Linked DNA regions of Mus musculus: region 1 is linked to region 2. A link is a contact called in public HiChIP or PLAC-seq data. All regions are on one chromosome and are shown on one strand. Each heading gives the region's core, a stretch centred on a gene start, on an enhancer-like site or on the middle of the called end of the contact. The rest is flanking DNA. Distances are from core to core; before and after follow the strand shown.

Evidence for each region. HiChIP or PLAC-seq counts read pairs in DNA pulled down with a chosen protein or histone mark.
Region 1: a contact with region 2 is called in an H3K27ac HiChIP or PLAC-seq map of microglia, with 6 times the contacts expected there. The contact joins two enhancer-like sites. A contact is called at or near these places in 1 of 15 datasets of contacts at CTCF or cohesin (the NIH/3T3 cell line), 12 of 484 Hi-C or Micro-C datasets (the C3H10T1/2 cell line, CD8 T cells, ECoMG myeloid progenitors and 9 more), 5 of 115 datasets of contacts at active chromatin or transcription factors (T-cell acute lymphoblastic leukemia, epiblast stem cells, extraembryonic endoderm stem cells and 2 more) and 4 of 9 other capture datasets (adipose tissue, liver, macrophages and 1 more).

The regions. Positions count from the first base shown.
Region 1 is chr7:64,314,676-64,322,015 of GRCm38.p6, forward strand. It overlaps Mtmr10 (myotubularin related protein 10), which reads left to right. Exons shown (of 16, transcript NM_172742.2): 8 at 3,416-3,503; 9 at 3,584-3,672; 10 at 4,740-4,870; 11 at 5,890-5,959; 12 at 6,488-6,558. Among named protein-coding and RNA genes, the nearest start is that of Mtmr10, 31 kb to the left of the region's middle. Within about 2 kb of position 3,081, at least 3 of the 459 cell types and tissues checked have an H3K27ac peak or open chromatin away from gene starts, as enhancers often do. A contact at or near this core is called in microglia, where this site is marked.
Region 2 is chr7:64,190,331-64,197,271 of GRCm38.p6, forward strand. The region is part of intron 1 of Trpm1 (transient receptor potential cation channel, subfamily M, member 1); the gene reads left to right. Among named protein-coding and RNA genes, the nearest start is that of Mir211, 12 kb to the right of the region's middle. Within about 2 kb of position 2,356, at least 88 of the 459 cell types and tissues checked have an H3K27ac peak or open chromatin away from gene starts, as enhancers often do. A contact at or near this core is called in microglia, where this site is marked.

The DNA.
Region 1 (7,340 bases), core at 1,831-4,330, 130 kb after region 2:
TTAGAGCTTTATTGTAGAAAGGCAGAGAGAAAGAGAAAAGGTAGAAGGAAAGAGGCTGTCCGTGGCCACGTGGAGAGAAGGGGAGAAAGAGAGCTAGAGATAAGAGTGAGAGGTAAGAGCTTAAGAGCCCCATAGGCTTTTTAACATACAATGTTCTTGTCTTACCTCTATTATACCTACGCCTTTACAGATAAAACCAGGTTGTTGTTCTATGGAGTTTCCCACATTCTGCCATTACTGGTTTTACTTCTGTGGTGTTCTTTAACATGTTCTTCTGCATCCTGAGGAGGAATTGGATCAAGCCTTAGTGTTTTTGCAAGAATTCTTCAGGTGGTGCTCTGTCCCCTGGGCATCCCATCCAGTCTCTGGCTTGCTTGCTGTATCTCCTCCTCTCTGTCCCTCTCTGCCTCCCCTTGGTCACTGTGTCTCTGTGTACTTAAGTGATGACTGACCGACAGGCCCCAAGGGTTATGTCTGTTTAATCTGTCTAGTGTAAAAGTTCCATTTTTTTATATCATGGTTTCAGTGTTCCAAGTAGTTTTCACACAGTGGAGGATGGCTGTATGGGTCTGCTATCTATGGTTACTTCTAGTTATATCCTAAGTCTGCCATCTGTCTACTTTCTATCAGACTTTATCCTTCAGCTCTAAGTATCATGAACTATAGTTCAAATAAAAAAACAAGATAACCCAGGCATGTTGGTGCACGTCTTTAATCCCAGCACTCAGGAGGCAGAGGCAGGTGGATTTCTGAGTTCCAGGCCAGCCTGGTCTGCAAAGTGAGTTCTAGGACAGCCAGGGCTATACAGAGAAACCCTGTCTCGAAACAAACAAACAAACAGACAAACAAGAAACAACCAAAAACCAAGATAAATCTTTCTTTTACCCAACAGTTTAGAATAGTGAGCTGGTGGCCTAGAATTTGATGGTACACGCCTTTAATCCCAGCACTTGGGAGGCAGAGGCAGGCAGATTTCTGAGTTCGAGGCCAGCCTGGTCTACAAGGTGAGTTCCAGGACAGCCAGGGCTACACAGAGAAACCCTGTCTTGAAAAACCAAAAAAAAAAAAAAAAAAACAAAAAACTGACTAGGGCTTTTCGTTTCTTTGGTTAACGTAATTTAGTACTGGAGAAATTTTGAGAATGCTTTGAGACCATTGAAGTCTTCATTGGCTTGTACTCAGCTTTCTTGGGGGCAAAATCATGCTGCCATTTACTGATCAGTGCTGTCGAGGGACCTCCTCGGTGTACATGTCTAGGTAGGTGCTTCGGATCGTGCCTTCTTTCCTTTGGATTTCACTGTTCGTCTTTCCAGCATGTGCAGCTGTCTGTCCTGTGAAGCACATGGCACAGCCTGGTTGGGCCTGCCTCTGTCTGCCTGCTGGGCTGTGTGGAGGAAAGAAAAGGACATGTTTCAAAGGGCAGGGAACTTTTCCACCAGTAACTGTGGTCTGGAGAGTGTCTGGGCGAAGAGGGTAGAAGAGGAAGACAGTGAGGGCCGTGAGCATCTTTGTAGAGTCATGGGCTGTCTTGTGCACTATTTTATTGCTGTGAAGAGCCACCATGACTCAGGCAACTCTTACTATAAGAGAAAGCATTTGATTGGGGCTGGCTTACAGTTTCAGAGGTTTAGTCTGTTATCATCATAGTGCTGAGTATGGCAGCATGCAGGCAGCCACCGGACAATAGCTCAGAGCTACATCCTGATCTGTAGGCAGAGAGAGCAACACTGGTCTTACTGTGGGCTTTTGAAACCTCAAAGCCCACCCCCCAAGTGACACACTTTCTCCAACAAAGCCATACCTCCTCATTCCTTTTCAAATAGTGTCACTCCCTGATGGCTAAACATTCACATATGGGCTTATGGAGGTATTCTTGTTCAAACCACTACAAAGGGCTTTGGTTTAGTTTGCCTGCTATCTTTTTTTCACCCCACAGCCTATCAAGATGTATATATACACAGAAAGATGCTTCCTAGACAGTGTATATGTATTTGATAGTCATTCTAGGAAATACGTTAAATTGTTCTGAATTTTTCTCATGGACAGAATTTAATTTTATGAGGACTGTGCACATCACACACATACACCCAGATGGTCTGGATTATCAGTGCCTCCTGAGATGGATGCAGTGCCATCCAACCAAGTGGAGATAAATGTGATTCATTCTGGATGAGGGCCACAGAACACATCACTGTGTCACAATTACGGGACTTTTCTTCCTTTTAAAGAAGTCGGTTGTGGTGGAGTGTATGTGTGCATGTGGAGGCCAACCGCTTCCAGTATCATTCCTCGGACTTTGTGCACCATTTTATTTTGAGATGGAGTGTCTTGGTTGGTTAGGCGAGGCTGGCCGGCCAGTGAGCTCCAGGAATCCACCTGCCTATGCCTCCCCAGTCTGGGATCCTAAGCAGGTGCCACCCATGCCAGCTTCGTCCATGGCTTTGGGGACGTCAGGGTCTGGAGCTTCAGTGGTCGAAGCTTTACTGCCTCACTTGTCTCCCAGCTCCTGCGACTAAGATTTTAGTTTAAAACAATGGGTTTCATAGTGCCGTTTTCTTACGTATGTGCCGTTGTATTTTGTTCTAAATCATCCCCAACCCCCACATTCCTCTCCAGTTCCTCTGTCCCCCTCTTGGTGGTTTCTTCCCCCTAAGTAATGCCCTCTTGCTTTCATGTCATGTGCATTTCATTACCTTTCCCTCTTCCCCACTTCCTTAACACATTTCATGTTTCATTTCCCCCATGGTCCCCTTCCTAGTTTCATGACCTTCACATACACTCCTCATAAATCTAGGTTTGACATTGAAAAAAATGTAGTATTTGTCTTTTTATGTTTGGCTTGTAACGCTTAACAAAATGATTTTCAGTTCAATCCATTTTTCTGCAAACGTCATGATTTCATTCTCCTTTGCTACTGAATAAAATTCCCCTGTGTATATGAATCATATTTTTATTGTCTAGTCATCGGTGATGGGCAGTATCTTAGTTAGGGTTACTGCGCTGTGATTAAACACCACGACTATAAGCAACTTGGGAAGTAAGGCTTTATTTTGCTAGTACTTCCACATATCTGTTCATCATTGAAGGAAGTCAGGACAGGAACTCAAACAGCACAGAGACCAGAAGACAGAAATGGAGGCTGAGGCCATTGATGAATGTGGTTTGCTGGCTTGCTCCTCATGGTTGGCTCAACCTTTCTCATAGCACCCAGAACTACCATTCTAGGACTGGTACTAACCACAGTGGGCTGAGTCCTCCTACATCAATCATCAATCAAGAAAATGCCTCAACAGTGTGCCTGCGCGCCAATCTGGTGGAGCATTTTCTTAGTTAAGGTTCACTCTATTATGACTAGAGTTAGAGTGGACGTAGGTGAGCACAAGACTCATGCATGACCTGTTTCTCTCCCTTCTAGCCTTCCAGAATACTTTGTTGTGCCAAGTTCACTAGCAGACCAAGACCTGAAGATCTTTTCCCATTCCTTTGTTGGAAGAAGAATGCCAGTAAGTGACTTCTGTTGGGTGTCATTGATGCTGAGGTCCAGCTCCTCTCCAGTTAAGTGAGGATTCTGCTTGTCTCCTAGTTCTGGTGCTGGAGCCACTCTAACGGCAGTGCTCTTGTGCGGATGGCCCTCATCAAAGACGCGCTGCAACAGAGGAAGATTGACCAGAGGTAACTGAGAGCAGGGTTTGTCTGAAAGGAGGCAGTAAGCCTCTTCCTAAGTGGGAATAGTTGGTATCACCGCATATTATATACAACAATTACCATTTTGAAAAGAATAAATATAGTAAAATGATCTTTGATAAAGCATTTGTCTTTGACATTGAAAGTACAGTGATTTCCATATTTTCAGGATAAATTAAACTTCTTTCAATTTTCTGCATCTTGTTTAGGTCAATGAAGTCAGAGTAGCTTAGAAAATGGTTTTAATGGGTCTGCGCATACAAGTTCAGCAATGTCTATAAAGTCAGCAGTAACCTCCCTGTTACTAGGAGGAAGCTTCTCTTGCTTGCTCTCATAGCTGTTTACAGTTGACCAGCTCTCAGTGCCCAGGATCCTCAGCTACTGCCTTGTTCCTTGCTGGGGCTGCATCCTCCACGGCTGGCTCTCATGACTTCTCCTTTTGATCTGTGTTCCTTTCTGCAGAAGGACACCAACGACTGGCTTTAGTAACCAGCACATTGACATCATCTCTAGTTAGCTTGATGTCTGCCATGTGGACACCTTCAAGGCCCTTTAAACTTTATGTCTAAAACTGAACTCAGGGATCTGCCCAGCATGTCTTCCGGCCAGATGCCTCTGTCTTCGTCCCGTTTGTCCACTTAGTTTTCCAGGAACGTTATAAACCCACGGACTGCCCCCCCAGCTTCGCCCCCGTGTGTTACTGGTGCTGTGTTTCTCTTTCTATGTTCCATTTCCTGGGCTCCAGCCACCTGAAATTACCTGGTCTTTTCACTCTCCCAACAGGGCTCTTCCCTCCTGCGTCACCTTCTTCATGCTCCTCCATGAACACGCTTCACCCCACCGCCTTGGCCTCTCTACCTCTTAGTTCTGAGGCACCTCACATTCCATATGCTTTATGTGTGATGGCCGTTTAATTACTGCCTGTCATCCTTACTAGGCCCCATAGGCTGACACCATTGTATGATTATCCCAGGAAGCATAAAATACTTTTGAATGTAAATGTCTACTGTTGAAGAAATGGATGAAGAGATACTAAAGGATTTTGTCTTTACTAGGATCTGCAATGCCATAACTAAAAGTCATCCACAGAGAAGTGATGTTTACAAGTCAGATTTGGATAAGGCTTTGCCCAACATCCAAGAAATACAAGCGGCATTTGTAAAACTTAAGCAACTGTGTGTAAATGGTAATGACATTTTTATTTTGTGCCTGTATCTATTTCTTTCTATCTATCTATCTATCTATCTATCTATCTATCTATCTATCTATCTATCTATCTATTATTTATCAATGAATGGTAATAAAAAATTATGTTGGAACAATCAGGAAAAGTGATGTTCCTTAAAAATATAGAAGATACATCTAAGGAGAGACTCAATCCCTAGAAAATGAAGTCTAAATTTCTCTTGGTTTTGGAGAGAAAAAAAAACAAACCTGTTAAATTCCCCCCAAATCCTGAAAGATATAGATACCTTAAAGAAGCGTTTGCTCAGCAGACAGATATAACTGAGATCCCAGTGCACACGCTTAATTTCAGGATGAGTGGCTCAGCTGAGTGTGTATTGTATGTGTGCCCTTAGAGTTCTGCCTCATAGACTCGGGGTTGCACTTTGCTCTGAGAAGATGTCTCATGGAAGCATCTTTGGAGTAGAAGGCCTGTGGAGCACTGGCTTTGTGGCAGGTCTTGGATGATGAGTAAGCCTTGTTATGGTAGGAGATCTTAGCAGTGTGTGGCCTTGAGTGGTTATGTGCACCCTGGGCAGGGCAGTGCTTGATCCAGGGCTACATGCACACAGAGATGACACTGGCAGCTGGGAAGGCGAAGAGACATCGGGAAGATGGGACCTGGGGCGGCAGGATTTCCTTGAAAATGCCAGAGGGTAGAAGACAAGACTTGAGGGAATGCTGTCTTCTGCTTCAATATAGCATGTGACCTTGGTGCAGTGGCCCATGTCTATGACTTCAGCATTTGAGAAGGTGAAGAAAGGGGACCCAGAGTTTTGAGTCCAGTCTAGGCTTCATGGCAAGGCACTGTCTTTAAAAAACCAAAAACAAGAATCATAAGCATGTCTTCCTAAGTGCTGACTGCAGTACAAGTGTGTGCTATTTCCTCAAAGCTAATTGTTTAATGTGTGTGGGACATTGCTTAACTCTGATGTTGACTGTATGAAGCTAAGCTTAACAGCACTGTTCTATGTAATGCAGAGCCTTTTGAAGAAACTGAAGAGAAATGGTTGTCTTCACTGGAAAGTACCCGGTGGTTAGAGTACGTCAGGTTTGTCGACTTTTCTTTTTTACTTTTTATTTTGAAATAATTACAAGCTCACATGAAGTAAAAGATAGTAGAGGTAGCCACGTGCCCTTCACCTAGCATCCCTCAGGGTAACCTTATCTAGCTGGAGGGCAGCATCCAGCCTGACCACCAATGTTGCCATCATCTGTAGATTTCATTAGCGCCCCCTTCAGCCTCTCCCCAGTCTTCCCCTGGATCCCTGCCCTCTGACAACCACTACTTCATCCTTGCCTCTGAAGCCGTGTTTCCTGAACATTATGTAAATCAGCCTGTTTTGTAATACGTGGTTGGTGAATTTCCCTGATACTATTCCCTAAAGAATCATCCTGTTAATACCAGAGAGAGCCATAAAAATCAAAAGTGTGTGCATAGAGGATGGGGAGCTTTGCTTGATTCTAAGCACGGTTAAAATATATTTATGCAGGTGGACAAGACGTCACAGCAGGCAAAGGCGTGCGTATGTGGCACAAGCTTGATATCTAACAGGGTTTTTTCCTTCTTTCTCTTCAGGGCTTTCCTTAAACACTCAGCAGAACTTGTGTACATTCTTGAAAGCCAGCGTCTCTCTGTAGTCCTGCAAGGTAATTAAAATCATTCCTGAGAATACTATAGGAGCCCACTGTGGCTCCTGGCTGTTCACATTAACATAAGTCTTAGCTGTCTCTTCTGCCACAGTGCTGCCGCACCACCCGGCACACTGCAGATTGTGACTGTGTCCTGTCACGCTGGACTCTCCCACTTAGTACGTCTTTCCTCTTTACTGGGAAAATGGGTCCCCATCCCTGACCTGACTGATATTCAATGTTAATTTGGACAAGGCATCCTCTCTAATCTTGCTATTTCTTATTCACATTAAATTGTGAACCTAAGGAAATAATTAGAAAGTACAAATTCAAATGAAATAGACAATGATTTTTCTCCTCTTTACAACTGAGTGCTCTCATCTTATTGGGAATGAGCCCCAGTTTCTCCATGCACACAGGCTTTGGGAGTACTGAGCCTGCTTTGCTAACACTTTAATGTGGTTTAACCCATTAGTTGGGGTATGATACATATTGAGCATACTGGTAACTTAGTAAATAGAAAGCCTCAGTATTTTGTTTGTGACTGTGGTCACACAAATGCAGTGTCGCCCAGGAGATCTGAGGAAAACCCTGAATGGTGGTTTTTGCCTTTCACGTTGGACAGGGCTTCTTTTGTTCATTGCTGTGCACAGCAGGCTAACTGGCCTGCAGGCTTCCAACCCTGCTGCTTCTGACTCATCTCTCAGTAGGGGAACACAGGAATTCACATGCCTGTCCTACCACTCTATCTGGCTTTTACATGGGTCCTAAGTACAAACTCACATCGTTCGTCTATACAG
Region 2 (6,941 bases), core at 1,106-3,605:
CTTACTGGCTTGCTCCCCATGGCTGTCTCAGCTTGCTTTGTTATAGAACTTAGGACCACCTGCCCAGGGGTGGGGCTACTCACACTAAGCAGAGCTCTCCCATATTAATCATCAATAAGGACATGATCTACGGGCCAACTTTATGGAGGTGTTTCCTCAACTGAGATTTTCTTTTCCCAGATATATCTAGTGTGTGTCAAGTTGACAAAAGCTAGCCAGCATAATATACTCCTTGTCAAGTTGACATACAACGTTTCACTGTTACTATAAGCCTTCCTTTCTTGTTCATCCCTAAGATCTCATATTAATAATGTTATAATATAAAACATTCCAACTTTTAAAAGTCCCACACTCTATAGAAATTCAAACACTTTAAACGTTCAGTTTCTACCCTGTACCCCCAAAACCCAATACAAACAAAAGTTCAGTCTCTTTAAAACATCCAATGTCTCTTTCAAAGTTCAAAGCCTCTCTAAAACTACAGTCTCTCTAGAAGTCCAAAGTCTCTTAACTGTGGGATCCCATAAAATAAAATAAAAAGTTACATAATTTTATACTCCAAGAGGGAAGAGTCAGGGCATGGTCATAATAAAACCAAAACCAACGTCCAATAGTGTAAAACGTTCAGCACCTGGCATCTGGAATGTACTCATGTTCCTGTGGGCTCCAAAGACCTCAACAGTGGCACTTCTCCAGCTCTGCCCTCTGCCACACACACAGCTTGTCTTGTGGACTCAGGCGGGCATCCCTCCATGGCTGCTGCTGTCCTTGGTGGTCATCTATGGTATCGGAGTCTTCAAAATGTTGGGCTCTGTACTGTAATTGGACGGTACCTTTCCCAATAGCCTCTCCTGGCCTCTCCTCAGAGACTCTAACCTTGTTACATGGGGCCAGGCCTCAGTCTCTTCCCATGACCCCTTCGGTATTGAAGCTTCAACTGCAACTGAGTCTGCACCTTCTCCAATGGTTCCTTATGGCCTGTGTGTGTGAATGTATATGTGTGTATGTGTATGTGTGTGTGTGCCTCTGTATATGTGTACATGTGTGTGCATATGAGTGTGTGTGCCTGTGTGTGTGTGTGTGTACACCACAGTGCAGATGTGGAGGCAGAGGACAGTCTGTAAAACACAGTTCTCTCTTTCTCCAGTGTGGATTCTGGGAACAGATTCCCAGGCTTGGTGGCAAGCACCTTACCTGCTGACTTACCTTACCGCATGACTCTTTTATAGGAGCCGTGAAGACGTTCTGGATGTAGACAGTGCCAATGGTCATATAGTCCCTGAAGTGGACCAAAAGCAATGAACTACAAGCTTTAAGGCAAATTTTAGGGCTTGTGGCTTATATCTCAATATATTCACATTTTGACAATTTCACATATACATACAATGTGTTTCGATCATATTCTCTTATTACTTTCTTTTATTCCCTCCTTCTCTTACTAACTCCCCTCTTTCCCCCAGCTAGTCCCCCTTCCAGTCTCTCTGTGTGTAGCACACTGAGTTCAATTGGGATCGATTGTCTAGGTGTGGGTGGGAGGAGAGTCACCATAGACCGACAACGTATCAGTCCACACTACTGAGGAAGACAGCTAACTTAAAGATCACTCTTTTCTCGGGGACTCCCAATTGGAGAATGGTTTCTTAATGTGTCCGGGCAATGTCCCCTGGCGCAGACAGCGTGAGTCCTGTCACTGGCTGGATGAGCTGGGACAACTTTTGACATTTCACATAGGCTAGCCCTGTGCTTTTGAGGGATACTGAGGGCCAAGCACCAGAAATAAAGTCTTCATGTGAGAGTCTAGGTAAACCCCCGAGGCACCATGACTCTCTGAGTCTGACACCAGCCTCAAGCCCACAGACAAGGGGCAGCTTCTCCTTCATTTTCTGGGGGCAGTTTGGAAGTGTTCAGAGCTGCTTCACCACAGAGACAGAGAAGCTGTGCCTAAACTTGAGACACAAGAGCCAGAAAGGCCGGTTGGCTCTAGGCCAGGGCCTCCCCTGAAGCAGAGGGTGGAGCAGGAAGGAATGACTGTGGGTTTTAATCCCCTGTGCACAGAAAGCTCTCTGGCTGGGGAGCCTGTCTGACTTTCTGCAGTGGACAGTTTCCCTGGCCAGTTGGTGCTGCCCCAGGTGCTCCCCTTGCGGCCGGGGGTGGGGTGTTCCACAGTGGAATCCCACAGTCACGTGCAGTGTGCAGGGCCATCAGTCAGTCACTTCACTTCCTGTAGGCTATAAGGAGAAACCAGAGTCTAGACCTCTTAAGTGCGACTGGCAGCTAGTTGTACTTTGTATGCCTGAGTCCAGCTAAGCCCCTGTGAGGGATGAGCAGCCGTGGGTGAGAGTCAGAGTCGTCTGCTCTAAATATACACACGAAACGAGTAGTTTGTCCTGGCTAAACTGGTCCAGTCATTTCACTGTGGACTTTGCTGTTAATTTTGGCCCAAGAAATGGCCATTGCGTAAACAGTCTCACGTAGCAGAAAGCCAATGTTTATGCCTGGAAGCCACTTTTCCCATTTCTGCCAGAGTAGAGTCACACCCTGCCTTTACAGCCCACCCAACTCACCCTCGTCCCTGCCCTAGCCGTCTCGAGAGTGTGCCTGCTCTCTCCCACCCTCCCTGTTGGGCCCTGTCCTTCATGTAGAGACGTGAAGGTCAAGTTGTTAATGTGCCTTGTAGCCTCTCATCCCCTAGGACCCCGACTTCTCTCAGCTCTTGTCATGGGCAAACTTCTCCAGCCTCTGACACTGTCTCAACCTCCTCACTCCGCCCTTTTACTGTAAAGCTCCGTTAAAAGCCTAGAGAATGCACTTTTATCTTACACAGGACACCTCGGCCACACTCACAGGTCATTCTACCAGAAAATAAACACCAGGCCCCATTGCTCATCAGGCTGCTCTCCCTTACACCCTTCCCACTGCTTGTCCAGGACCCACATGCTGGTACTCTCGAGGGGAGAAGCCAGTATTCTGAGGGAAGTAAGGGTAAGAAAAAAAGACTGTACTTGACCAGGACCACAAACAATGGCAGCCACTCAGAAAACCCCACCTTCTCAGAGACTGAAGGACAAAAGTCAAGCTGACACCCCATGGGGGTCACAGATGCCCTGCATGGGCTGAGAAGGAAAGAGAATCACACTTGAGATGGCTCCATCTCAGTGCTGCCTGGGTGGACCGAACAGGACCTAACTGCCAGAGGCACATTTCTCCTGGCCAACCTCCTCCAACTCCTGCCTTCTCATTATAATTATTTATTTATGCTCCTTCCGGTGCTCCCTTCTAGTCCCCTCCTCCGCAAGGCCCTCCTCACCCCCTTCTCCTCTGAGAGAGTTCCCCCTCTGTATCCCCACCCCCAACCCCCACCTGCAAATCAAGTCTTTACCAGATTAGGTCCCTCCTCTCCCACTGAGGCTACACAAGGCAGCCCTGCTGGGGAGCGGATACCACAGTCAGGCTACAGCTTTAGGGACAGGCCTCCACTCCAGTTGCTGGGGGCCCCACATGGAGACTGAGCTGCACATCTGCTACATATGTGCCGAGGGCCTCATTCCAGCCCATGTGTGTGTGTGTCTGTGTGTGTGTGTGTGTGTGTGTGTGTGTGTGTGTGTGTGTTCGTTCTGTGGTTGATGGTTCATTCTCTGAGAGCTCCCAGAAATCCCGGTTAGTTGACTCTGTTGGTCCTCTTGTGGGGTTCCCATACCCTTCCACTGGCTTCTTTATCCACCATATGGGACTATAGAGGACGGCCAGTGTGAGCAGGTCAGAGCCGGGCATCTGCCGTCTTTCCCATGCTCCCCACGAAGTGCCTTGAGAAGGCTCTCTCACCGAGCTGGAAGCTCACAGTTTCAGTCAGGCTGGCCAGCCAGGGAATGCTCGGGAGTTACCTGTCTTCACACACCTCCCTGCACTACTGGACTTACAAACCTATCTCTTTACACGTGTGCTAGACTCGAACTCAGGTTACCCAGAGAGCCATCTCCCCAACACGCCCTGCTCCTTGTCTTTCTTACTGTGACATGTCTGAAAGCGACAGAAAGGGTAGAGTCTAGGCACCATGTTGATTTTGTTGTTATAGTTGTTTATTTTTATTATTTTATACATATGGGTGTTTTGCCTGGGATCTGTGCATCCAGAAGAGAGTGAAGGGTCTCCTGGAATTAGAGCTACAGATGACTGTGAGCTACCTTGTGGGTGCCGGGAATTAAATCCCACGGCCCTCCAGAATAAAAGCTGGCACTCTTAACCACAGAGCCACCTCTCCAGCCCTTTGCTTTGTTTTGTCAGAGAGTGTCTTGCTACATAGTTCAATCTCTCAGCAATTCTCCTGCATCAGCCTCCCGAGTATTGTGTGTCTTAAACTGTGAACGGTGACCCAAGTAGAGAAGGGTGTCGATTTGGAGACCCAGAAACACGGCTGCAACAAAGGCTTCTGAGTTGGGGTGACCAGAAATCAACTCAAAGTCAAACACAGGATTCGAACATGTTTCTGGCGTTGCTCATTGGTGTGGTATGTATCGGTTCCACAGCGCCTGGGCCTTGAGCTCACTGCACAGAGCAGACAGGCATCATCAGGTCAGGATCTCTCGATATGGCCACCTGAGACACCAAGGCTCAGGCTGCAGTCTCTGATGAATCCTGGTGCTTCTGTTAACTGCTGTGCACTTAAAAAAACATGGTGACTTCATTATGGAGAGCAAAGATATTTAATATTTTCTAGCCACCTCTCCGCATGTAAGCACCAAATTAGTATAGCTTTAGATGTGTCAGCACGTCTGACTTTAAAAATTGCTGTCTGATTTGTTGACACGAGTTTCATTTTAAAAAGCGATTGAATGAGTTTCGCCTTAGGATTGAGAAAACATTTCCAACAACTTCTGAAATGGCCCTAAACACATTCTGCACTGTGTGGTTTTGGGAGGCAGCATATTCAACACTGACAATTATAAAATTAAAACACCTGTCAGTTCTGGAAGCTGTGGTAGATGATCTGAATCATGCAGTAACAAATATTCGGCAAAGACAGAATTCATTATAAGAAAATAAACAAGCACAGTTATCCAATTTATGTGCAGAATTGCTTCACCTTCGACAAATAGTAAAATTACATATCACACCATCAGAGACTTATTATAACACAATGTGTAATCAAATAGTTATTTTAAACACTTAAACACTTTGTTTCTTATTGATGAATGCTGTACTTATACACATCTATGCTTTATACACCAACTTCTGGTAAAGACTTGATGTGCGCGGGGAGGGGCAGGGGGAGCACACCCTCTCAGAGGAGAAGGGGGTGGTGAGGACCTTTCGGGGGAGGGGACTAGAAGGGGGCACCAGTTGGAGTGTAAATAAATAAATAATTATAATAAAAAGATGGGGGTTGGGGGAGGGATTGATCAGGAGAAATGTGCCTCTGGCATTTAGGTCTGTGTTCAAAAAGATATATAAGCCAGCATATATATATATATATATATATGTATATATATATATATATATATATATATCATGCACATTCCACACAATGCACATACACACACACACACACACACACACACACACTATCCATATATCCCCATTACCACACCCCAGAAACCATAATGCATATACCTATGCACACAGACACTGGCTGTGTATCAATAGGCACACACACTCATACATGATGCTCAGGTTGTCCACATGCATACAGTGGCACAAATACAGCACACACCCGCACGTATGTGTGCACACAGATACACACATACATGCACACAGAGTAAAGCCTCATGGAAACAGAGACTGTTAGCTCTCCTCTGGCTAGCCTGGATGGCTTTTGCCAGGGCCTTACCAGCACCTGTACCCAGAGGGATCTGCTGAGCCTCCACCTATGGTCACTGGGAGACAAGAAGGTCCATGTGAGGCAGGCCAATCACTGCTCAGAGCCTCCTCCTCCATGTAAGGGTGTTCCCCTGAGTTCAGTATGACTTGAATAAAGGCCTCTGCCTTACCCACAGTGGTAAAGCCACTACAGGAAGTTCTCTCAATCCTTGTGGCCTGGAGGCAGCCTGATGTCGCCCCACCCCTCCTCCTGTTTTCTCAAGCATCACCTGCTATTTTGGGAGGGTGAAGGACACATTTTCCCGGCTCTCTTTGCTCTCCACAACACCCAGCACAGAACCGTGTACACAGAATATCTTCAGCCACTGGATGCCTGTGAACTAAATTCAGCAAATGGAAACCATAAGTACCTGTTACCAGGCCACCACTCTTACAAAACACAGATTCTTTTTTTTTTAAGATTATTAATTATTATATGTAAGTAGACTGTAGCTGTCTTCAGACACACCAGATGAGGACATCAGATCTCATTATGGATGGTTGTGAGCCACCATGTAACTGCTGGGATTTGAACTCAGGACCTCTGGAAGAACAGTCAGTGCTCTTAACCACTGAGCCATCTCTCCAGCCCCAAAACACAGATCCTTAAACATAAGCAACCCCTTCATTGAAATGACTGTTCAGTTATCATAGGCAAGGACAAGGCCATAGCTCAGCAGTAGAGACCTTGAGTGAGGCATAGGTTTGATCTCCAGCATGACAAAAAGGAACACACACACACACACACACACACACACACACACACGCATACACATACTCACTGGGGGGCATAGGAAACCTCCTATTAATGGCATGTTATTTTTTAAAATTACATTGATAGATGGATGGATGGATGGACAGATGGATGGATGATTGATTGTGTTCATGTGTCATGGTTCATGGGCAGAGCAGAGGACAACTTGCAGAAGTCTGTTCTCTCCTTGCATGTGGGTTCCAGGGAGACTGAACTCAGGTCTTCAGGCATGGTGGCAAACCTTAACCTCCTGATCCATCTTGCAAGCCCATTTGATTTCCTCCTCATGAACTGTAGTGATGGTTTATGGCATGTAATTTTCATTCCTTTCTCT